Linked DNA regions of Pan troglodytes: region 2 is linked to region 1. Evidence: chromatin contacts called from public Hi-C data. All regions are on one chromosome and are shown on one strand. Each heading gives the region's core, a stretch centred on a gene start, on an enhancer-like site or on the middle of the called end of the contact. The rest is flanking DNA. Distances are from core to core; before and after follow the strand shown.

The links. Hi-C and Micro-C count contacts between places; a contact is called where the count stands out from the background.
Region 2: a Hi-C map of stem cell-derived neural progenitor cells shows a contact between it and region 1, with 5 times the contacts expected there. The contact joins two enhancer-like sites.

Annotation. Positions count from the first base shown.
Region 1 is chr5:176,029,098-176,033,329 of NHGRI_mPanTro3-v2.0_pri, reverse strand. The region is part of intron 1 of LOC104007066 (a long non-coding RNA gene); the gene reads right to left. Among named protein-coding and RNA genes, the nearest start is that of QKI, 530 kb to the right of the region's middle. Within about 2 kb of position 2,354, at least 19 of the 24 cell types and tissues checked have an H3K27ac peak or open chromatin away from gene starts, as enhancers often do. A contact at or near this core is called in stem cell-derived neural progenitor cells, where this site is marked.
Region 2 is chr5:176,170,285-176,174,516 of NHGRI_mPanTro3-v2.0_pri, reverse strand. No RefSeq gene overlaps it. Among named protein-coding and RNA genes, the nearest start is that of QKI, 670 kb to the right of the region's middle. Within about 2 kb of position 2,051, at least 14 of the 24 cell types and tissues checked have an H3K27ac peak or open chromatin away from gene starts, as enhancers often do. A contact at or near this core is called in stem cell-derived neural progenitor cells, where this site is marked.

The DNA of each region.
Region 1 (4,232 bases), core at 1,105-3,604:
CACCTTGCAGTGAAACTGCTCCGGACCCTGATTCCTGCACTCACAGAGAATCGAAGTGACTGCCTGTTCCACAATTGCCCCTCAGCTTCCTCCAGCGGCACAACCCCACCTCAAAACACAAAGAGAGTCTGACTATCCTGGCAAGACTTAAAAGTCCAAATAAGAAAAAGTAGAAATAGATGAAAAGCCTGTTCTTACTATTCTACCAGAAAACAGAAAGTGGAACTCATTAACGGTCTTTATTCTTTCATTTACCGAACTGTGTCAAACTCTGCCATCTGGCACTGTAAGCCCTTGAAATGAAGAAAATAAACATGCAAGACGGTAAGTAATAGTTCATCCCTAGAAGGCTCACATGGGAAAACCCATGGAAGGTGAACGTGTAACATGGAGGCGATGAAGGCTAGAATCCCCATCCACAGTCCACAGACAGACAAAGCAATATTGCCCCTCCATGAGCCCTTTCCTCCCCAGCTCCTCCTCAGGGAGCCAGCGCCTCACTCCACTGCTTCTCACTTCTTACCTAGTGTTCCGCTCCATCTGATAATTAGAGCTGGGAAAGACTGGTTTGACTGGTTTGACTATTTGGGGTTCACCCAGTAACCCACATGCTTTAGGCCCTTTCAAGTTTCTGCAGAGGCTGCTTTCCGGCACAGAGGAGGATTTCAGAGTGACCGCGCCGCTTGAATATAAATGCAAGTTAATACAGTGCCCCAGTGTGTCTATTAACTGGGCTAAAGATTTACATTTTGAGGTTGAACTTTCCCTCTCTATTAAACCATTAATTTCATAGGCTGGGCAAGGAGAAAACTCCCAGGCATACAGACAAGGTGACCTCCGTGCTGCCCACAGTAAAAGACTTCCTCCAATAACTAGTGTTTTCTTCTAGCTTGAATCTTCTTTACAGATACGTTTTCAAAACTCGGCAAAGTCACTATTATGACCGTGACCAGCCTAGAAATAAAAACCCACTTGGGCTGCTTCATTACATCTTACAGTAAATACTATTTTGCTTAGTTCTGAACAAGAAATCTTCCCTGAGTTTTCCCAGGTAATAATGCACTAGGTTTAAAGGATAATCATGAAAAAAATAATGTTTAAGGCTTTCCATAAATAAACCTCAAAAATATCATATAAAGAGAAAAGCTGTCGCTCTGTAACAAAGGCCTAGGACTTTTGCCAACCTCGTTAGAATAATGATGCAGAAATTGGGGGCCACGTTTTCCACACTTACAAAGAAATAAAACTGGCATACAAGTGATCACCGGCACAAGGCGCCTCGCACCCCAAAAATGATCCGGCTTCCTCTGTGTTTCCTGGTCTCCCGCTGATCACTCCTTGCATGAAGTCCTGTGCCAACGAACACCTAATAAATATTCACTGATGGTGACAACTTATATCTTCCCTGAGACTGGGACAATACCCTGGCCTGTCTGATGTCACTGGCATCACGCCACCCAAATCGCAAGTGCAAGCAGCAGGTGGGCGCTGGAGCAATAAAGGAGTGTGTGTGGCCACAGGAGGGACACTGCGGGGCCCTTCCCTGCCCGAAACCACCACAGCCTGCCAGCCGCCAACGGGGACGGGAGGAAGGTTCCTCCAGAGCTTCCACCAGGGGATTCAGCACTTCAACCTGCCTGGAGAATTTCATTAGAATCTCAGAAGCTGAGAAATTATTTCAACACGATAGTTCACAATGCAAAGATGCACATTTATCATCTTTTACATTTAAAATATTTTATTGGGGGGGTGTGAGAGGAATTTCCATACGTATATATAATCTCTGATTTTTAAAAATTTCAAATATGGAAAAGTACCAAATAACTTATATTCAGCAGTTCTGATAAGAACCTAGTATCTTATTTTTTATAAGCAGATTCTTTTGTTAGAGAGTATTATAGTAACTCACTTTCCCCTTAGAAATTCTCCCTGCTTATAGATGTTAGCTAAGCTCCATTAGCACAAAAGGTTGCCTGTCTTTTTTCTCTAAAGATAAAAACATCCTGCTCATAGTTTTAAACTCTTTGACAAACAACAACAAAAGCCCTAAACTTCTCTGTGCAGTGGCATCCTGATGAAATCTAACTGGAAAACGATAAAGCGACAGAAATCCCAGGCTTTGAGATATTTTTAATTGCCAATTTTCCTCTTGCACTGAGGCATTAATCCTTGAAGAATAGAAAGTAGACTTGCCAATAACCCAGCAGAGAAGGGGCATGGGAGTAAGAGAAGGAAGGAAGCACATAATGGTGGGAGAACTCCCCCTCTCCCCCCAGAAGCCTCTATTGAATCCACCCCTGTCCCCACCCTGCCTGCCCTCCTGGGCCTCCCCGCCTTGTAACTGGAAGCCAGCCGAGAGCAGCATTGGTATTCAAATTAGTCTGCCAATCTCTGCCTGGCACAGCTCTTGGTGGCCTGTCAGTACATGGCTGGAAGACAAGGTACCAGATCTTAGATCTGGGGAGATCCAGCCAGATTTCAAACCCACCCAGGATATGTGTCATCAGCCTATCCACGGGATGTCTTGAGGCGGAAAGTGTTTTCTTCTCTATCGTCTTTATTTTTATTAAAACAAAACAAACAAACAAAAAAACCCAGGAAGACAACGCATCTCCAACAGAGATTTAAAAAGACAGAGGAAGGGGGCTATGCAGAGTCAAGCGAGGCATTCAGCACTAAACATCGGTTTCCATGGGAACGAGAGCTGCGTTGTGGAGCTCCGGCAACTTCCCCCTCGCTCTCCCCCATAGAACTGGGACCACAGTCTCTGGCATTGTATTCGTGTGGCCAACTTTTCTTTTTTCTCATTCACTCCCCCTGCCTCTGCCTCTCCCCAGCGACAACCCCCATCGCCACACAAGCAAAAAGGAGAGGAGTGCTCAGAGGTCTGGCTGGATTCAATCACAAAGCATAAAAGGACCCGGCAACGGGGAGCCCCCACGCTGCCCGAAAGACCCTGCCATCCTTTCGTCTCTTGTCTCATTTTTCATCCCCTCTTCAAGCAGCTCATGAGGACTATTTCTTAACTCTTTTCCTGCATAACACACAATCATTGTGTATCAGTTTTAAATTACATTTTCATATGCCTAAAATGCTCTGGGCACATGGGAATTTTTTTTTTTTTTTTGACACACTCTCCCTCTGTCGCCCAGGCTGGAGTGCAGTGGCCCGATCTCGGCTCACTGCAACCTCCGCTTTCTGGGTTCAAGCCATTCTCCTGTCTCAGCCTCTGGAGTAGCTAGAACTACAGGCGCATGCGACGACACCTGGCTATTTTTTTTTTTTTTTTAAGTAGAGATGGGGTTTCACCATATTGGTCAGGCTGGTCTTGAACTCCTGACCTCAGGTGAGCCACCCACCTCAGACTCCCAAAGTGCTGGGATCAACAGGTGTGAGCCACCGCACCTGGCCAGATATTTTTTTTAATAGTAATAACCTAAATAGAAAATAGTCAGTGTTGAGAAAAGCATGATTTTAAAGCAAACTTAGTAAATCGTCAAAATGTTGATGTATTCTGTTGGGGTGCATGTGCACGTGTATATACGCTACAGGGAGGGTGACAGAGAGGAACTTTTAGAGGGTCATTCCTGCCTACCTTTGATGAGCGGGTGTAGTTCAGTGTTCAAACACTGTGAGGTCAGGTGAAAATCCGAAGTTCATCTTCTCTATTTAACTGAATACCTTTAATTTGGTGGGGTTTTTTTCTAATTTACTTTTACTTTTAAATTTAAAAAGGGAAATATTTATGAATCTATTACTCAGAAGCTGCCATGCAAAACATTTTAACACATAAATCCTCACCATTTTGCTAAGTGTCAGAACTTTTTTTTTTAATGAAAGAAAAGGCATATTTTTTAACACTGTTCATAAATCACCACTAAAATATTTAGTACTACAAGTTTTTGAGGTTTCAAAGGCACTCCTTTCTTTAAAAGGTTTACAGAATGCTTCAAAGTCTACCCAGGCAAAAACCCCCTTGTCATTCACAGGCAAGCTTTCAGATTCAAAGACGTTTGCATTTTGTTTGTAAGTATTTAGGAGATCTGCAATTCATTTTCTTTTGCAAGATGAAAATGTCAATTTTCATCATTTAAATTCAAACTTGTAAAAAAAAGTTCAGCCTATTTATGTGTAACTGAGCTGCAATCTTACCATTTTGAAAGGTTTCTTGGAATATACGGCATGAAAGGAGTTATTAAAGATTGAGAGCCATTTAGAGCTTTGGTGAATAA
Region 2 (4,232 bases), core at 802-3,301, 140 kb before region 1:
TCTAACATTTTACTCTCTTTTCTGTCCTTGCATTTCCTTAACTCTTGTTTTATTTTTTTGTTCTGTTTCCCGCCTCTATTTTTATTTTTAAATTTTCGATCTAAAGTATTTCCTTATCTTCAAATTCTTTTTTGTGTCTATTTAATTCAGTTTTGATACTTGTGTGACAATTTTCTTCTGTTTCATGCTTGATTTTTTTTTTCACAGCTTCTATCTGTTGATTCACATTTTCTATTTTCTTATTACAGTTTCCTGTGAATGTGGTCCACATTTTCTCTTCCTGTTCATTTCATGGGTGTGATTTCTAACATGAGAGTGCACTTTTTGGTACATCTGTCTTCTTTGGTTTGGTTTCCTTAGTGGATGGTGGTAGTGATGATGGAGGGAAAGAGATGGTTTGCTGGGTCTGCTATGCTGTCATCTCTCATCTCTGTAGGTCCCCCTCGGTTCCTCCCTTCTCCTTCATGACATGTCCCTGGTGGTTTCCATTCCTTCTTTGTGCATCTTCTCCAGGAGAAGCCCACCTCTGGGGCTGCCTCTTCCTGCCTGACTCATGTTCAAAGTCCCTTCCAAGTGGCTGTTGCTCTGAACTACCAAGGCCTGAGCCATCCGTCACCAGTCCTTCAGCATCCAGGAATGGATTTTTCTTTTTGAGGCCAGATGGTCTTTGCCTCATCTAAGGCACCCTCATCCTGTCTTTTTTTTTTTCCCACAAAGTCACATAAACCTTGCCGACCCCTTGCCCAGAAGCTCCCAGTGGTGGTGACAGGGGCTTAGCTGAAATTTGGTCTCTTTCTCTGTGTTGAAGTAATCTTGCAGATTGTGGTGTCCTCTGTCATCTAGTGAACTGCACGTGTGGCTCACAGGTGGTTTCACTGGTTTATTTTCGTGGGAAGGGTGTGCAGGCAGATGAGAAGTCAGGCCCGCGCCATCCTCCCCCACACCCACGAGATTCCCCAATCCCTTTTTACTCGTTTTTTTCTACTTCTCCCTCAACAAGAAGCCACGGTCATGAGAAACCTGAACGGGGACTTGAGTAACTGAGGATGCGGCGCTCTGCTGCAGAGGCAACAGGGCACCGTGAACACTAGCCGGGTACATCCAAAATGGAAAAATATGACTATCTCTCAGGGTTGTCATGCAGATTAACTGAAACAATAATCATGAAAGCACGTGGCACACAGTGACTTCTCAAGCCACCTGTCATCTCTGTAACCAGGCCCTAGAAATTGTCCTTCCGGGGTTGCTCAGGGGGTCAGTGACCCAGCCCCCCGTCACAGGAACTTGTTGGGGTGTGTCCTTAGAACCCACAAGGCAGGAAGTGAGCAAATTCTTAGTTTTCCCTTAGCTAAGAACGATCATGTAAAGAAGGTATTGGGGTCTCTGATACCTGGATACAGAATCACTTAATAATACACATCGGCTTTGCCCACAAACGGGGGAGCAAAGAGGAACCTCATAGCCTCACACTAATGCTGAGCACGTGGTCAGCCTCGGCTGCCGGTTCGTCTGCTGAGGAGGAGGAGGAGGAGCAGCGTCTGAAACACGGGAAATGTCCGAAGCCATCTTTCCGCTCCAGGCACTTATGGGTCACAGTGAAATCTTTCTCTTCTCTCCTCTACGTCAGTTTAGAGTCTCCTATTAAACAGAAAACATGTCGAGCTCATAGGAAAACCGCTTTCTTTCCTCCTTCCTCTGAATTTTCTTCACCATCTTCCCCGACACAGGCACCCTCACCCCTGGCCCCCTGCCCACGTCACTCCTCAGTGCTGGCCTCCGGTTGTCAATAGCAGCGGCGACTGTGTCTTCATGAAAAAAGATGGATAAAATATTACCATAACCTCAGAGGCATGAGCAAAGCCCTTATTAGAATTCGGGACCTACAGCTGGAACTTCCAGCGTGGGGCGGGAGATAAAGTTCACTATTGTTAGCTCACAAGTGGCTCCGACTTCCTGGCAACTGCAGTGAATTACTCAGTCATTGATGCAGGCCTTCAGAAACAGGCCACTGTTTCCCAACAAAAAAGGCATTCAGGAAGGGAGCGAGGGCTCCGCGGCCCTGGAGAGCCGGCTTTAGGGCAGCCACTGGCCGGGCGGCCTCCCAAGTCAATGGCCTCTGTGGGAAAGGCAGTGATGTCACCTCGAATGTATTTTCGGGGCTTTGCCCTTCTTTCTCCTGATCTCTCCCTCTCAGGCTGTTTCCCTGTTTTATTTTTCTCCTCTTTCTTTCTCTCCTTCCAGCTTCTTTGAGGGCATTATGACTTTTTTCCAAGTCTAGAGCTCAAATCCACCGAAGGCCCGCACGCAGCCCCATGACTGCCATGGCAACGCCGGGCCTGGTACACTTCATTTTTTTTGCATAAAAAGTAGAGAAAGATTGAAAAGAGGGACAAGAATGAAAGGGGGAACGGAGCCAGTTTGGCCTGCGGCGGGGCTGGTGTCTGCTGGGCAAGGACAGAAGCACACGGGGAACGGGACTCGTGAGGCCGGAGGAGCCAGCGGAGGGGCCTTTGAGAAACAAATTTGTGATCCTTCACAGTCAAAGCTTCCGAAAAAGCTCTGCGCTTCTGACGGATGACAAGAGAGGGAGGGCAACAAAGTTCTCACAAGAAATAAGGTCTCGCTTTTGAACATGTACCCAATTGCATAGTTTAGAGGAAGCTTTCAAAAATCTGTCTAGCCTCTCAAAAAGAAAGACAAAAAGAAGAAGAAGAAGAAAGGAGCGAAAAGTCTCAAAAGGACTTTTGACCTGTGTAGAAAGAGAGCAGAAAACACGCTGACACATTTCCTGGAATACCCAAGGTCCTTGAGCTCCCTATTGTTAAACGGCCTCACTGGAAACTCGAAGGTGTCAGCTGTGTCAAATCAACTCAAAATAATCGATGACAAACAGAAAGAGACATTCATTACTGTACCTTCTTCCCCTAGAGAATATAACATTACCTTGAACTCCTGAAAGAAAATGAATGTCATGTCTCCGATATGTTTTGTGTCCATTCTATCAAAAAGCAGATTGCAAACAGTCTGAGAAAGCAGCTCCTGAAAAATCCAGACAACTGCCCCCATGAAAGCCGGGGCCAGCAGGTGAGGTGACTTGAGCGTGCAGGCATGGATCGCGGTCTCCTGCTGCCCAGGGCTCTTCCTGCTAGCATCAGCATCTGACGGATGTGAGCCCCATCTAGTTCCTGGGCCCTGGGTTACTGCCTTCTAATCCTGTCCTTGACCTCCTTCCCAAAAGTGTTATCAGCCATAGTCCAAGCTCCATGTTCTCCGTGTGGTTACACACAAATGCACCAGGCCAAGAGTCCTTGAAAAACTTAGACACTAATCACAGAAGACACAGTCCTCAAGAAGGGAATGGCAATGTTATTTCTACCAGCAGCAATGGCTCAGGCCAAGGAGTTGGAAAGAAGAGACAAAGAGGAAGGCGAAGGCAGGCTCTGGAGAGGACATGGACTCTGAGGCGGGTCTGGAGATTGTTCATGGGCACAGAGTAACGGGAATGTCCCACGCTCAGGTGCAGGGTGACTGGGTGTTGAGCGGGCTGGACTCACTGACTGGCACACTATCCAGAAAAGGCTTTGTGCTTCTCCTACACATGAGCTGTGGGATCCCCACTCCTAGTCCTTGGATGGGGCAGATGCCATTACTTTCCAGTCATTAAACGTTAGGACTCTTTATTTAGTTTTCTCTCTCTCTCTCTCTCTCTGATGGAGTTTTACTCTTGTTGCCCAGGTTGGAGTGCAATGGCACGATCTCAGCTAACTGCAACCTCCGCCTCCTGGGTTCAAGCGATTCTCCTGCCTCAGCCTCCCAAGTGGCTGGGATTACAGGCATACGCCACCATACCTGGCTAATTTTGTATCTTTAGTAGAGACAGGGTTTCACTATGTTGACCAGGCTGGTCTCAAACTCCTGACCTCAAGTGATCCACCAACCTCGGCCTCCCAAAGTGCTGGGATTACAGGTGTCTTTAGTTTTCATATGATAAAATTTCCACTCCGATTGAGACCTAAATTTCAGTCTCTCGAGCGGTTCACATTATCCTGGAGTTTTGCCCAGAGGTCATGTCATTGGTGGTTGGGGCACACTGATTTGGCAGTCAGGTGGCCATACACAGGGGCTCTTTTAGAGGCCCCTCTGGGATTTTTGGAGACCTCTTCAACGGTGTCTGTTCCACCTGATCTCCAGTCCAGGAAATGCTTTCTCAGCAGACTCCTCTCTCGCCAGTG